Linked DNA regions of Hordeum vulgare: region 1 is linked to region 2. Evidence: chromatin contacts called from public Hi-C data. All regions are on one chromosome and are shown on one strand. The core of a region is the stretch at or near the end of the contact, and the rest is flanking DNA. Distances in the headings are between cores, read along the strand shown. Region 1 holds the start of LOC123397817 (protein ELF4-LIKE 4-like). Region 2 holds the start of LOC123395878 (AUGMIN subunit 5).

Region 1 (7,655 bases), core at 4,576-7,075, 270 kb after region 2:
AGTAAAATATAGGCCCTTTAGAGAGGGTAGGTTGTCACGCGCTTTTTGGTTGTATGCAAAATCCCTTAGTGCAAAGGAACGTTACGTTATATTGCCCCTTATGATAGTAACCTTTATTATGCGGTTTATCGCTTTTATTATCGCCATCACAAGTTCGTACAACGCTTAATTTCCCTTACACTAAATGATCCAACACGTTAGAACCATTTTTTATTGCCTTGTGCACCGATGCCAACTTACTTGAAGGATCTTACTCAATCCATAGGTAGGCATGGTGGACTCTTAAAACATGGATTTGGATTTAATGTTTTGGATGCACAAGTAGTATCTCTACTTAGTGCGGAGTTTTGGCTAGCAAAGATATTGGACAAGCACCACATGTTAGAGGGTCTATAACAATATAACTTCTATGCGAATGCGAACAAACATAAATCATTACATTGTCTTGCTTGTCCAATGTCAACAGTTTTGGCATATTATAATTAATGGGGACTCACAATCATAAAAGATGTCAAGGATAGTGTAGTTGCATGTAAATCTTCTCTTCCCTTATTAATTCTTCATGTGTTACATCATCGACCAATGCTGTGTTTTTCAATCTTCAACAAATTTTACCACTTATACTTTTCCTTATGTGGTGTCACTACTTACTATAAGATTAGCATATGATCTTTTTTCATGGTTTTCCTTCAATTTTATTGCAACAAGAAAGTAAAGAAGCAAAGACTCAAACTAAACTTTATTATATAACCTTACTTGATTACATAGATAAATAGATCACCAAACTAGCACTCAAAAAGATGGATCAAACTAAAGTTTTATTTGACTAAATCACAGAATAACTAAAGATCGAACTAATATGGATAAATATAATAAGGGTGGTGGTGATATGATACTACTACTGCAAAAAAAGACCTTCCAACGGCGCCAGAAATAGGAGTGTTGCTTGATACTCCTCAACAACGGCACAAGGAATCCTTCTGCTACGGCTACGCCTTAAGGGACTTCCTAGGCAAATATGCAGAGGATTTCCCCCGTGGCCTTGGAGCCTTGTGTTGGTGTTCCCTCGAAGCGGAAAGGGTGATGTAGCACAGCGGTGGTAAGTATTTCCCTCAGTTTGAGAACCAAGGTATCAATCCAGTGGAGGAGTATCACAAGTGCCTGCACAAACACAAAAAGCTTGCTCCCAATGCTATGAAGGGGTTGTCAATCCCTTATAGATTGTTCGCCAAGTGAGAACTGAAAGCAACAAAGTAACAAAGCAAAGTAAAAGCGAAGGTGGAAATGATAGATGTGAATAGACCCGGGGGCCGTAGTTTTTACTAGTGACTTCTCTCATGAAAGCAAGTAGACGGTGGGTGAACAAATTACTGTCGAGCAATTGATAGAACCGCGCAAAGTCGTGACGTCATCTATGGCAATGATTATATCTATAGGCATCACGTCCAAAACAAGTAGACCGATACTTTCTGCATCTACTACTATTACTCCACACGTCGACCGCCATCCAGCATTCATCTAGTGTATTAAGTCCAAAAGAACAGAGTAATGCCTTAAGCAAGATGACATGATGTATATGGACAATCTCATATCAACGAGAGAGCCCACCTTGTTACCCTTGATGGCAACTACATGATGTGTGCCTTGCTGCCCCTACTGTCACTAGGAAAGGTCACCACACGGTAAGAACCCAAAACCAAGCACTTCTCCCATTGCAAGAATCATAGATCTAGTTGGCCAGAAAAAACTCAAGACTCGGAGAGACTTACAAGGATATCAAATCATGCAAATAAGAAATCAGCAAAGACTCAAATATATATCATAGATAATCTGATCACAAATCCACAATTCATCGGATCTCAACAAACACACCGCCAAAGAAGATTACAACGGATAGATCTCCATGAAGATCATGAAGAACTTTGTATTGAAGATCCAAGAGAGAGAAGAAGCCATCTAGCTACTAACTACGGACCCGTAGGTCTGAAGTGAACTACTCACGAGTCATTGGAGGGGCGATGATGATGATGAAGAAGCCCTCCAACTCCAAAGTCCCCTCTGGAAGGGCACCGGGAAGGGTCTCCAGATGAGATCTCGCGGAAACGGAAGCTTGCGGCGGCGGAAAAGTACTTTCGTGGATCCCTTGATTTTTTGCTTATTTTTAGGGAATATATAGGCGCAAGATCTAGGTCAGGGGGCGCCAGGGAGGCCACAAGCCTGCCCACCGCCACCCCCTGGTGGCGGAGGGGGAGCTTGTGGGCTCCCTGTAGCCCTCCTGGCTTGGCCCACAAGCCCCCTGATCTTCTTCCGTTCGGGAAAAATCATTTCGGGGATTTTATTCCGTTTGGACTCCGTTCCAAAATCAGATCTGAAAAGAGCCAAAAACACAGAAAAACGGGAACTAGCACTTGGCACTGAATTAATAAGTTAGTCCCAAAAAAGATATAAAAGGTACATAAAACATCCAAAGATGACAAGATAATAGCATGAAACAATCAAAAATTATAGATACGTTTGAGACGTATCAGATACCGAGGCACATCCCCCAAGCTTGGCACAAGCCAAGGGGAGTGCCCATACCCGTCTACTCAAGTCTCCTTTGGTGAGGAATATGAAGGTGGTGCTGGTGACGTAGCGTCACAATGTAGCCTCAAGAGGTTCTCCAATCAACGAATAATGCTCCGGAGGCCGATGTTTTGCTCCTTTAACAAAATATTTTCATGAGTAAGATATTTATTCTGAACATGAACCATTTCGAAGGCTCTAAAGGCTTCATATTCAATGGGAGTGAGATGCTCATAGTAGGGTTCGAGGTAATCTTCTTCCTCCTCTTCTTTTGCAAGCATGGCCTGCTCCTCTTCTCGAGCTTGCCCCCCTTGACTTCCTCACCCTTGTTCTCTTTGGTGGCTTCTACTGGTTCCCCCTTCTTCAGTTACATCTTCATTAGCCAAGCATCCTCTTCTACGCGGTTGGAGGAGGGAGAAGACATGATGCCTCGCTTGATAGTTTTGACAGAAAAACAACATGAAACAAGAACAAAAGATTTCTCCATGGTGCAGAGGTCAAATCATCCGGAGATATATATAAAGAATTTTGATACAAGGAAATACTTGTCCTACAAGAAAACAGAGCTAGGAAGGTGCTCGAGGGGCCCACTACCCACCACGGCGCCAGGGGATGGTGCGCCCTCGTGCCTAGTGGGCACCTAGCTTGCCTTCCCGTGTGTTTATTAATTTTCTATTTTTTGTAATATTCCAAAACTAATAGAAATTATTTTTGTGGATTTTTCGGAGCTCGTTTACTTACCGTATCACATACCTCTTCCTTTTAAGGGTTCTAGAGTGTTTTGGAAGGTCTCCTTTATGTATTCCTCTGGTGTCATGGTTTAAATAGTATTTGCTTCAACATTAATAGGTGTACCTGAAATATAGTGCTTTATTCTTCGTCTATTGACCACCTTCGGGTTAGTGCCTTCAGGATTATTGATCTTAATAGCTCCAGAACGATAAACTTCTTCGATGATATATGGTCCTTCCCATTTGGAAACAAGTTTTCCTGCAAAAATTCTAAGGCAAGAATTGTACAATAGAACATATTCACCAACTTTGAGTTGTCGCTTTTGGATTCTTTTTTCATGCCATCTTTTAACTTTTTCTTTGAATAGTTTGGCATTTTCATCTAATTAGCTAATATCAAATAACCTCCTTTCTCCAGCAAGTTTGAAATGATAGTTGAGTTCTTTAATTGCCAAATAAGCTTTATGTTCTAACTCAAGAGGTAGATGCCATACTTTTTCATAAACCATTTATAAGGAGACATACCCATAGGGCCTACTATATGTTCTTGGCAGTAGATGAGGCCCAAGGGCCCACTAGTCATAAAACCGTCACAGATGTACATGGGTGACAGAAAAGTGATCTACTAGATATGACAAATGTGTATCATCCTGGATGTGTTTTTTTGTTGAGTCACGTGCCTCGTTCTCTTGATAGCTAGATCGGGAGGTTTATCCTTACTTCAACATTCACGAGACGATACTAGTTCTTGTTTCGATATTGTCGTGGTTAGACCCAGTCCTTCACATTCAATTTTCCATGGGTGGATACATCCTCTCATCCTTCTTTCTCTCTGCTAACAGTGCGGCGACATTCAAAAGTATTGTCTTCATTAGTTTTATTTTATAATGTTGCTTGGGGTTGTCCCTTTCCTAATTACCCAAGACAACACATAACACAAAGCATTGATGGATTAATTTGTATACGCCTGACGACCAAAAAAATAAACTATACATATAAACCACGTGTTGGAATTTGGACATGCCTCTACAAATAAAGATGGAAGACACTCACACAAATAATATTTCACCCCCAAAGAGTTCTCCTCCGCCATGGCTCACCCCTCTTAGTATGCCACTCCCCTCTTGAAAACATCACATCCCCCTTCTATCCTGTCAACCATCCTCCGAAGTATTAACCCTCTCCTGTTCACTTGTGAAACACCGTCGACGTCTTCTCTGTCCTCCATGTATCTAGATCTGGTACCGCAAGGAGTCGCTAATGGCTAGATCTAGACTCCATGCCATCCCCACACTCAGATCTGGTCTCATCGGTAACAGAGGATACATTCATACTCTTGAGAGATAGATTTGGTCTTCATGTCATCCCCGCGTTCAGATCTGGTCTCATCAATAACACGGGATGCCTTCATCCTCTCGATGGCTAGATCTAGGTGCTTGCCCTTCTCCCCATCGCCTCTGCGGTCAGGTTCAAGCATCTTTCTACCATTGTTGACATTATCTAATTCAACTCTCATTCTTTCATGGTTCCATGGCCAGATCTGATCTCTCACCATTCCTTCTTCGTTCCATGGACAAGTCCGATCTTCCTTCGTTGTCTTGCTAACAGATGTGGAAACAACACCCGACAATCTATGGTATGTTCATGTATTTATTTTGTTCTTATGATGTAATGTTTGCTTCAAAACTTGGGTCATCCCATTCTTTCTTCTCCATGTGGGAGCCATGACATCTAGATAGCGTGGGCAAATTACAAAGGATCCTAGCGGTAAGAATTTGCTGTGAAAATTGGTCATTACTTTCCTATTTCTTGATATATCTCCATGAGTACCTCGAGGAACAAAGCAACACATGACAACTACCCTCCTTCGCATTATCTTTTTTTTTGCGAGGAACCCTCCTTCACATTATCGGCCTCGTTTATCCTTTATTGACCACAGTCAATGCATAGTTTCAGTGCAAGAGAAAGATTATCGAGGGGATTATGGCTAACAAGCTATCACATCCCCCTTCTATCTCGTCGACCATCCTGTGAAGTACCGACCCGCCCTTGTTGAGTTGGTGAAACATTATCGACGTCTTCCTTGTCCTCCATTATCTAGATTTAGTACCACCAATAGTCATTAATGGTCAGATCCGATCTCCATATCATGCCCATGTTTAGATCTAGTATCGTCAACCACAAAGGATGCACTCATCCTGTGAATGGTTAGATCTAGGCGCCCGCCCTTCTCCCCATCACTTTTATGGTGAGGTTCAAGCATCTTTCTACCATTGTTCATGTTATTTGATTTGGTTTCTCATTCTTCCTCCGGTTCATGGCTAGATCCGATCTCTCATTATCTCTTTCGGCCAATGGTGAGCTCCCATCTTCCATCCTTCCTTCGTTGCCTTGGCCCACAAATGTGGAAATGACACCGATAATCAATGGTATGTTTATAAGTTAACTTTAATCTTATTATGTAATGTTGGCTTGAAAACTTGGGACATCCCCTTTCTTCCTTCTCCATGTGGGAGCCAGGATAGCTAGATAGCTTGGGCAAATTACGAAGGATCCGGGCGGTAAGTACCTCGAGGAACGATGCAACGCATGGCTGGTATCCTCCCTCATATTATCAACCACAATTATCCTTTCTCGAGCACACTCTATGGCAAACAAGCCATGGAAATCCAAAACCAGTGTTAGGAGGAGAGGCCCCACAAAATATATCGAGAGAAAATTGCCAAGATAAGCCGTGGGGAACCAGGGGAAAAGCGAAGGAAAGCAATCTCGGCACTTTCCCCCTAAATTACAGCGCTCTTCATCCCACGTCGAAGGATCTCAGACTCAGCAGGTCGTAGCACACATCTCTCTCCCTGCCCCCTGACCCCGATATATTCTCCCCCCAAATCCCTTCCTCCGTCCGCCTTGTCTCGCTCTCTCGTCCCCTGCGTGACGACCCCCTCCCCTCCCCTCCCCTCCCCGATATCCATCTTCCTCCCGCACGCAGAATCAGATCAGGGCGAGCGGGGCAGGGAGGATGGAGAACAGCAGCGGCCGGGAGGTGGTTCCGAACGGAGGAGCCGCCGAGGGGATGGGCAACGGCGCGGCGAACGGGAGGGCGGTGCAGGCGCTGCAGCGGAGCTTCGCGGAGGTGCAGGTGATCCTGGAGAAGAACCGGATTCTGATCCAGGAGATCACCCAGAACCAGGAGTCCCTCGAGGCCGGCGGCCTCAGCCGCAACGTCGCCCTCATCCGCGAGCTCAACAGCAACATCGCCCGCGTCGTCGACCTCTACAACGCCCTCTCCTGCTCCTTTTCCAGCTCCCTCACCAACGGCTCCGCCCCCGCTGCCTCCGACGCCGCCAAGGGGGCCTACAAGAGGCCGCGCCCCACACAGTAGAGGAGGCAGACCATGGGCGCCCTCTTCTCCCCTGTTCAGATTTAGATTTCTTCTGTGGCCCTGGCCATGGCCAGGGCTCAGCCTCAGCAGCAGCGGGCAGATTTGAGACTTCCTTTTTTTTTTTCTTCTTCTTCGCTTTCTTTTTAAGTTTTAGCGTTGAGCTGAGAATATGGACATGGGCAGCTTGTCGTCAGAGATGAGATGAAACAAAGATGCAGGCAGCAGTTGTGTGGCTGTATCAGTATGTATCTGTGTTTGTGTTGTGTGTTGTATGGCCTACTGGCGCTGGTGTCTTTGAGGCCAGATCGGATGGAATGATTGCTTTGTCCTGTGAAGTCGGTTGGTGAGAGGAGAGAGAAGCGATCCTGCTACTGCTACAGTGCTACTGCTCATCATCAGGGATCAAGTACAAGAATCTGATCCATGATGGATCTCCTTCACACATCTTCTTCATCATCATGTGCTTTTATTTGGATCTTCAGAAAATTCTGCTTTGTAGACTGGCTAACCTTAACTTCAAAGGGTGCAACTTTTTTTTTTCAGGAAGCAAGATAGCTTTGCAACATTCGGAGTAACGCTCCAATCCTGCAGAAGTTATGAATCTTATGATTCCTTTTCAGAACCATAAATTCACCTTTCATAGAAAATGAAAATTCCCGTGTTTCATTCGGGCCGATTTCCATAGAAACTTGGAAATTCCTCGCTTCCACAGTTCAATGTACATAGAAACATGGGAATTCTCTTGTTCCGACCGCTTAGTCTCAAACATGGAAACTCTTTGCGTTTTAGATGTTTGATTAAAAAAAAAAAACTTGCGGGTACCAAACAGTTCAACCAAACTTTTTTATTTCACTAGAAACATGGAAATTCCACACACTCACATAGTTCAGTTCCTATAGAAACAGGAAGAACTCCTTTGTTCCAGACATGCCGAAGTCTAAAGAAGCAAGTTCCTTGTAAACCTGAAAACGTCTGCC
Region 2 (7,521 bases), core at 737-3,236:
CAATTTATAACTGTGATGCAAATCATAGCCTGGTCCTTCCACAATTTGTGCATTTTCAATCACCAGATCTGCTAAGGGTGGGTTTGGTTCTGAGGCTAGCAATCTCCTACCAATGCTGGGCAAGGGTGACTATTTGGTAACATCAGGAGAGGCCTGCTTTGCTTGGCTAGATTCCTACTAACCGAAATAAAAATATTTGCCGTCGAAGATTGGCTGAATTGGCTCTCTCACATGGCCAAGGTAACAGAGTGCTGTTGCACCAGCCTCCAATCACCATGCACATCGTGGTTTGCCAGTCACTAACCAAAACAAAGTGGCCTTGCTTTTCTTGGCTATGCCCAGATGAGCCAGTTTTATCTAGCCTAGCTAAGCAAGAGAAGGAACGGGAGACTTGGCGCAGCGGTAAAGCTGTCGCCTTGGGACCATGAGGTGAGGGTTTGAGTCCTCGAAACAGTCTCTTGCAGAAATGTAGGGAAAGGCTGCGTACTATATAGACCCAAAGCGGTCGGACCCGGACCCTGCGCAAGCGGGAGCTACGTGCACCGGGCTGCCCTTTAGCTAAGCAAGAGAACCTAGGGATACAAACACATTCTATACTGCAACACAATATACCTATTAGCATTGAAACTCTCAAACAGATTGGTCGCTAGAGTCTTTGTAGCACATGAAGAAGCTTTAGAAGTTGATAGAAAATAGAGCTAATGGCATTTTATTGATGGAACAGTATTTAGAGTGGCCATAAACTCTACCCATGCTTAGTGGTTCTACTATATGTTAGTCTTCTGTGTGGCATCCCTTCAAATAAATCAATCCTTGATCCCATTAAACTCAACTCAAGATTCAAGAGTGACACTTCCAAGTAAAGTAGTGACAGTAGTAAATTTACAGGTCCTATATTTTCAGGCAAGTTTACCAATAAAATTAGCAAGGTGCAAAAGCAAAAATCACAATATAGCGTGAATATAATCCCCGTGCCTACTACGTGTAGATCTTCTGGGCGGCATCAACCTGAACATCCCCTCTAATATATCAAACCTTGTTCCCATCAAAATCCGATAAGGTTGACAGTTTCAAGCAATTCTATCGGGAGTATTTTCATGTATTTCTACTAGCGTCAGTGAAGTATTGACAGTCAGTTGGTACTAAGTCGGACGATTTTCAGGCATTCCTATCAGTAAATACAGCAAGCAGCAAAGGTGAAAACTAAAATGTAGCATGAATTGAATCCCCATATTTCCAATAGAATCATCAAATCAAACCGCAGATAGTTGGTGACCCCTAATTCCACCGTTGTTTGGGTACCTGGCATTGGAGCGCTCGCCCAACACACGCTTGCGTTCGGCCTCCTCGCGAGCGACCTCCGCGATGCGGGCGCGCAGCTCCTTGCGCTGCCTCCGCACGACCCCGCGCAGCCGCTCGGCCTCCTCGGCGGCGAGGTCGCGCTCCCTGGCCTCGGCCTCCCTGGCAGCCGCGTCGCCCCCGCCCGCCCCGACGCCCCCCTCCCGCGCCCGCCTGGCCGCGACGCCGTGGACGAGGATGTTCCGGCGCGCCGTGGCGACCGTGCGCTCGGAGCGGACCCGGCGGAGGAGGAAAGACCAGACGGGGAGCATGTTGCCGCGGCAGATCTTGCGCAGCTGCTCCGGCGCGGGGGGCGCGGAGGGGTAGCCCATCTCGTCCTGCAGCCACTCGATGATGGCGTCGGGCGATACGCCGCCGGGGCCGGTGCTGCCGGAGACGGAGGAGGCGGGCATCGCCGGCCGGCCGGAGGGGAAACCCTAGGCACCCGATCTGACGACGAGGGGCTGGGGTAGTGGAGGGAGGGAGGGAGTGGGAGTGGTTTTTTTGAAACTTTCTCCTGGGCTCTCGTTTGGATCTTTGTGGAGGGACGGACGGCGTTACGGAGCCTGGTCACGGCGCCGGCGCAGGACGGCTGTGTTTGGTCGTCGCGGGCAGCAAATGGACGAGCTCCCCGTGACGGACGTCCGAACTTCGAAGAGGCCAAGAGGGGAGAGAGAGGCGAAGCCCGAGGGTGGTCCAGTGTTTCGAAATGTTATTCGGACGAACCGTGTTCATAAGCGCGACCGAAGTACCAAACCAAAACGAAATACAGCAGCGAGAATGTTTGTTCGAGTACCACCGTTTCCGTGTAGGTGCGCAATCACATCACATAGCCGATAAATGAGATGTGCAGCTTCTAATATTTCCATATACGATGTGGAACATATATATGCAAAGGCGGAGGACGGAAAAAAATTAAGATGTGGCGAAGTCTTAAGAAAAAAATATTTTGATGTAAATCGAAAAAGTCAATACACAATACAAATGAAAAGTCAAATACAATGAAAATGTAGACATGTTTCAGTAGAAAAACAACCTAAAACATACTGATAATGAAACTTTTAATGACGTGTAGAAGACCCAGGTAATGGCAATGTCCTACCTTTATTTTAAAAATCTTCCTTAATTTTAGCAAGATCGATACTTTTGAAGATCGCTCGCTTCAATATAACAAACCATTAAGTCATTAAATCAACCATCTGTCATCTTGCTGCGCAACTCAGCCTTGATGATTTTTATTGATGAGAAGGCCCTTTGAACTACGAGGAAATCCTCAACACCAAAGGCTTGCTATGGCCGTCGCTTTCTGCCGCCGCCCGCTCGTGCTTGCCGCAACCGCTTGTTGCTGCCCTCGCCGCCCTTGCTGTCGTCGTTGTCGCTTGTTACCGCTACCGCTTGCTGCCGTTGTCGTCACCGGCTGCCCTCTCGGTCACTCGCCTGGTCACGACCAACCACCGCCGTCGCTGCGCTAAGAGCGCTAGGGTTGTGCTGCGCCTCTGGTCCAGGTTTGTCCCGTGAGGCATTGCGTTGCGTCTCTGGTTCGTCTCATGAGGCATCGCACGCGTGTGTGTGTTTCACGTGCGTTGGAGAGGCCCAATCTGTAACACACAAGATGCGATCATATCCTTATTTTGGCACGAGAGCCTCGACAGGGATAGAAACGCATCTCGTCGTTTCACAAGGATGGATATCGTTATAAGTACATGTACAGAATATATGAGTATATGGAATTGACTTACACCCGCCACAAGCTACATCAGAGTCACATCAATACAACAATATACAATCACCATGAAGAAGAGCAGGGTCCGACTACGGACGAAAACAAACGATAAAAGAACGACGTCCATCCTTGTTATCCCAGGCTGCCAGTCTGGAACCCAACCTAGATCGAAGAAGAAGAAGAAGAAGAAGAAGAAGAAGAAACTCCAAATCGAACAATCATCGCGCTCACGTCAAAGTAACTCTTTACCTGTACCTGCAACTGGTGTTGTAGTAATCTGTGAGCCACACGCACTCAGCAATCTCATTTTCAAAGGTATCAAGACTAGCAAAGCTTAATGGGTGAGGTTTGATTAAGTGGTGAGGTTGTAGCAAGCGACTAAGCATTTATTTGAGGTGGCTAACTTACGAGTACAAGATTAAGAGGGGGTGATCCACGCATAGCGGACGTGAACTAATAATGATCAAATGAATGATCCTGAACACCTACTTACGTCAAACATAACCACACCGTGTCCTTGATCGGACAAGGAGCTCTCGAAAGAGACAGTCACGGTTATGCACTCAGTTGGTAAGTTTGAATTAAGTTTACTTCAGGTCATCTAGAACCGGATGTTAGACAAAGTGTCCACGTTGCCACATAACTGCGGGCACGGCTTCCTGAAAGATTTAACCCTTCAGGGGTGCTCCAACTAGTCCATCACAAACTACCACACACTGTGATGGAATGACCTCGATCAGGGAAACCCATGATCTCCTCGGGTTCCTATTGGAAAACCTCAACCTCGAGACAGTCCAAAGTATCCTCGGTATCCCTCGCACAAGACGTTCGAGAAGAGTAAAACAAGTCCAGCAAGGCCACTCGGTGAGCCAAATCTGCATCAAGAGCCGCGCGCTCTCTATCTACGGGCATCAACCGTCTATGCAAAGTGGACGATAGCCAGACGCCTCGAGTTGCCCCAAGGTGGCACCGCCGACTGCTATGTGGGTGGACCAACACTCTGTAGGGGAACATTGCATGGTAAACAAAAAAAATCCTACGCACACGCAATACCTATCTATGGTGATGATCATCTACGAGAGGGGAGAGTGAATCTACATACCTTTGTAGATCGCTAAGCGGAAGCGTATATAACGCAGTTGATGTAGTGGAACATCTCTACGATCCAAATCGCAGCCCATACCACGATCTCATCATGATCCGTCCCGCGATCCCATCACGATCCATCCCGATCTAGTGCCGAACGGACGGCACCTCCGCGTTCAGCACACGTACAACTCGATGACGATCTCCGCCTTCTTGATCCAGCAAGAGAGACGGGGAGGTAAATGAATTCTCCGGTAGCATGACGGCATGCCGGCGATGGTGATCGATCTATTCCAGCAGGGCTTCGCCTAAGCGCCGCTGAAAACTGATCTAGAGGAAGAACTACGATCTAGAGGAGAGGGTAGGACGTGGCTGAAAATTCTGTGCAAAAACCCTCAAAAACTCTAGTATATATAGGAGGAAGGAGGGATAAGGCTTGCCCACCAAGGGAAGCCTCCCTTGGCTCGGCCGAAGCAAGGAGGGAAGAATCCTCCTCTAATTCCACTTGGAGGAGGACTCCTCTCCCACTTGTCCAGCTCTTTTGGATTTTCCACCACTTTCCTCATGGGCCTTCTTTGGTTGATTGGCCAGCCCACCAAGGGCTATTGCTCCACCCCAAAGTCCATGTGGCCCTCTCAGGGAGTGGTGGGCCCACTAGGTGGACCCTCGGAACCCATTCGTCACTCCCGACACACTACCAGTAATGCCCGAAACCTTTCCGGAATCCAAATACCAACTTCCTATATATCAATCTTCGTTTCCGGACCATTCCAGAACTCCTCGTGATGTCTTGGATCCCATCCGGGACTCCGAACAACATTCGGTTACCAACATCAATAATTCAACTATACCGAAAACATCACCGAATCTTAAGTGCGCAGACCCTGCGGGTTCGAGAACTATGTAGACATGACTGAGACACTCTCCGGTCAATATCCAATAGCGGGACCTGGACATCCATATTGGATCCTACATATTCTACGAAGATCTTATCGGTTGAACCTCTATGACAAGGATTCACACAATCCCGTATATCATTCCCTTTGTCCTTCGGTGTGTTACTTGCCCGAGATTCGATCGTCGGTATCGCCATATCTATTTCAATCTCGTTACCGACAAGTCTCTTTACTCGTTCCGTAATACAAAATCCCGTGGCTAACTCTTTAGTCACATTGCTTACAAGGCTTGTTTGTGATGTTGTATTGTTGAGTGGGCCCCGAGATACCTCTCCGTCACACGGAGTGACAAATCCCAGTCTTGATTCATGCTAACTCAACGGACACCTTCGGAGATGCCTGTAGAGTACCTTTATAGTCACCCAGTATTGTTGCGACATTTGATACACACAAGGCATTCCTCCGATGTCAGTGAGTTACATGATCTCATGGTCATAGGAATGTATACTTGACATGTAGAAAACAATAGCAACAGAATGACACGATCATATGCTACGTTTATAGTTTGGATCTTGTCCATCACATCATTCTCCTAATGATGTGACCCCGTTATCAAGTGACAACACTTGTCTATGGCCAGGAAACCTTGACCATCTTTGATCAACGAGCTAGTCAACTAGAGGCTCAGTAGGGACAGTGTGTTGCCTATGTATCCACACATGTATTTGAGTTTCCAATCAATACAATTCTAGCATGGATAATAAACATTTATTATGAACAAGGAAATATAATAATAACCAATTTATTATTGCCTCTTGGGCATATTTCCAACAGTCTCCCACTTGCACTAGAGTCAATAATCTAGTTCACATCACTATGTGATTGTAATGAATCTAACACCCATACGGTTCTAGGGTTCGATCATGTCTTGCTTGTGGGAGAGGTTTTAGTCAACGGGTCTGAACCTTTCAGATGTGTGTGTATTTACAAATCTCTACTTTATCCTATAGATGTTGTTACCACACGCCATTTGGAACTATCCTAAATGACTGCTCCACTATACGAATCCGATTTACTACTAAGAGTTATCCGGATTAGTGTCAAACCTTGCATCAACGTAACCCTTTACGATGAACTCTTTTATCAACTCCATAATCGAGAAAAATTCCTTAGTCCGCTACTAAGGATAACTTTTGACCGATGTCCAGTAATCCATTCCTGGATCACTTTTGTACCCCTTGACAGATTCATGGCAAGGCACACATCAGGTGTGGTACACAACATAGCATACTACGGAGCCTACGGCTAATGCATAGGGGATGACCTTCGTCCTTTCTCTTTCTTCTGTCGTGGTCGAGCTTTGAGTCTTACTCAAATTCACACCTTACAACACAACCAAGAACGCGGTTGATGGAGTCGTACTCGCGGCGATTCAGATCGCGGCGAGATTCCGATATAGTGCCGAACCACGGCACCTCCGCGTTCAACACACGTGTAGCCCAGTGACGTCTCCCGCACCTTGATCCAGCAAGGAGGAGGGAGAGGTTGGGGAAGATCTCCGTCAGCACGATGGCGTGGTGTCGATGGAGAGACGAGGTCTCCCGGCAGGGCTTCGCCAAGCACCGCGGGAGGAGGAGGAAGGAGGGGAGCAGGGCTGCGCCGAGAGGAGAAGAAACGGTGCCCAAAACAGCCCCAAACCCCTATCTATTTATAGGAGGAGGGGAGTGGGGTGCCACCCCTAGGGTTCCCCCTCTAGGTGGTGCGGCAGCCCCCCCCCCCCCAGATGGGAGGTGCAGTGGCTAGGGCAGGGGGAGGGGGTGGCGCACCCCTTAGGTGGGCCTTAGGCCCACCAGCGCCAGGGTCCCCCCCTTCTCTCCCTCCTGCGCCTTGGGCCTCTTGTGGGAGGCGCACCAGCCCACTTTGGGTTGGTTGCCCTCCCCCTTTTGGCCCATGCTACCTCTTGGGCCTGGTGGCCCCTCCCGGTAGACCCCCGGGACCATTTCCGGTGGTCCCGGTGGTCCAGGTACGCTACCGGTGACGCCCGAAACATTTTCGGTGTCCAAAACCATCCACCCTATATATCAATCTTTACCTCCGGACCATTCCGGAGATCCTCGTGACATTCGGGATCTCATCCGGGACTCCGAACAACTTTCGGTAACCTCGTATAACATTTCCCTATAACCCTAGCGTCATTGAACCTTAAGTGTGTAGACCCTACGGGTTCGGGAAGCATGCAGACATGACCGAGACGTTCTCCGGCCAATAACCATCAGCTGGATCTGGATACCCATGGTGGATCCCAAACGTTCCATGAAGATCTCATCGGATGAACCACGATGTCAAGGATTCAATCAATCCCGTATACAATTCCCTTTGTCTGTCGGTATAGAACTTGCCCGAGATTCGATCGTCGGTATACCTATACCTTGTTCAATCTCGTTACCGGTAAGTCTCTTTACTTGTTCCGTAGCATGT

Evidence for each region. A called contact is a pair of places that touch in the nucleus more often than the background predicts.
Region 1: a Hi-C map of seedling shows a contact between it and region 2, with 2.4 times the contacts expected there. The contact joins the promoter of LOC123397817 here to the promoter of LOC123395878 in region 2. A contact is called at or near these places in 2 of 6 Hi-C or Micro-C datasets (leaf and seedling) and 1 of 1 datasets of contacts at active chromatin or transcription factors (embryo).

The regions. Positions count from the first base shown.
Region 1 is chr5H:419,036,277-419,043,931 of MorexV3_pseudomolecules_assembly, forward strand. It overlaps LOC123397817 (protein ELF4-LIKE 4-like), which reads left to right and starts at 5,826. Exons shown (of 1, transcript XM_045092350.1): 1 at 5,826-6,922. The coding sequence starts at 6,316. The coding sequence ends at 6,678. It overlaps LOC123397818 (a long non-coding RNA gene), which reads left to right and starts at 4,375. Exons shown (of 3, transcript XR_006610026.1): 1 at 4,375-4,758; 2 at 4,835-4,932.
Region 2 is chr5H:418,774,940-418,782,460 of MorexV3_pseudomolecules_assembly, forward strand. LOC123395878 (AUGMIN subunit 5) reads right to left here and starts at 1,987. Exons shown (of 10, transcript XM_045090909.1): 1 at 1,303-1,987. The coding sequence starts at 1,751.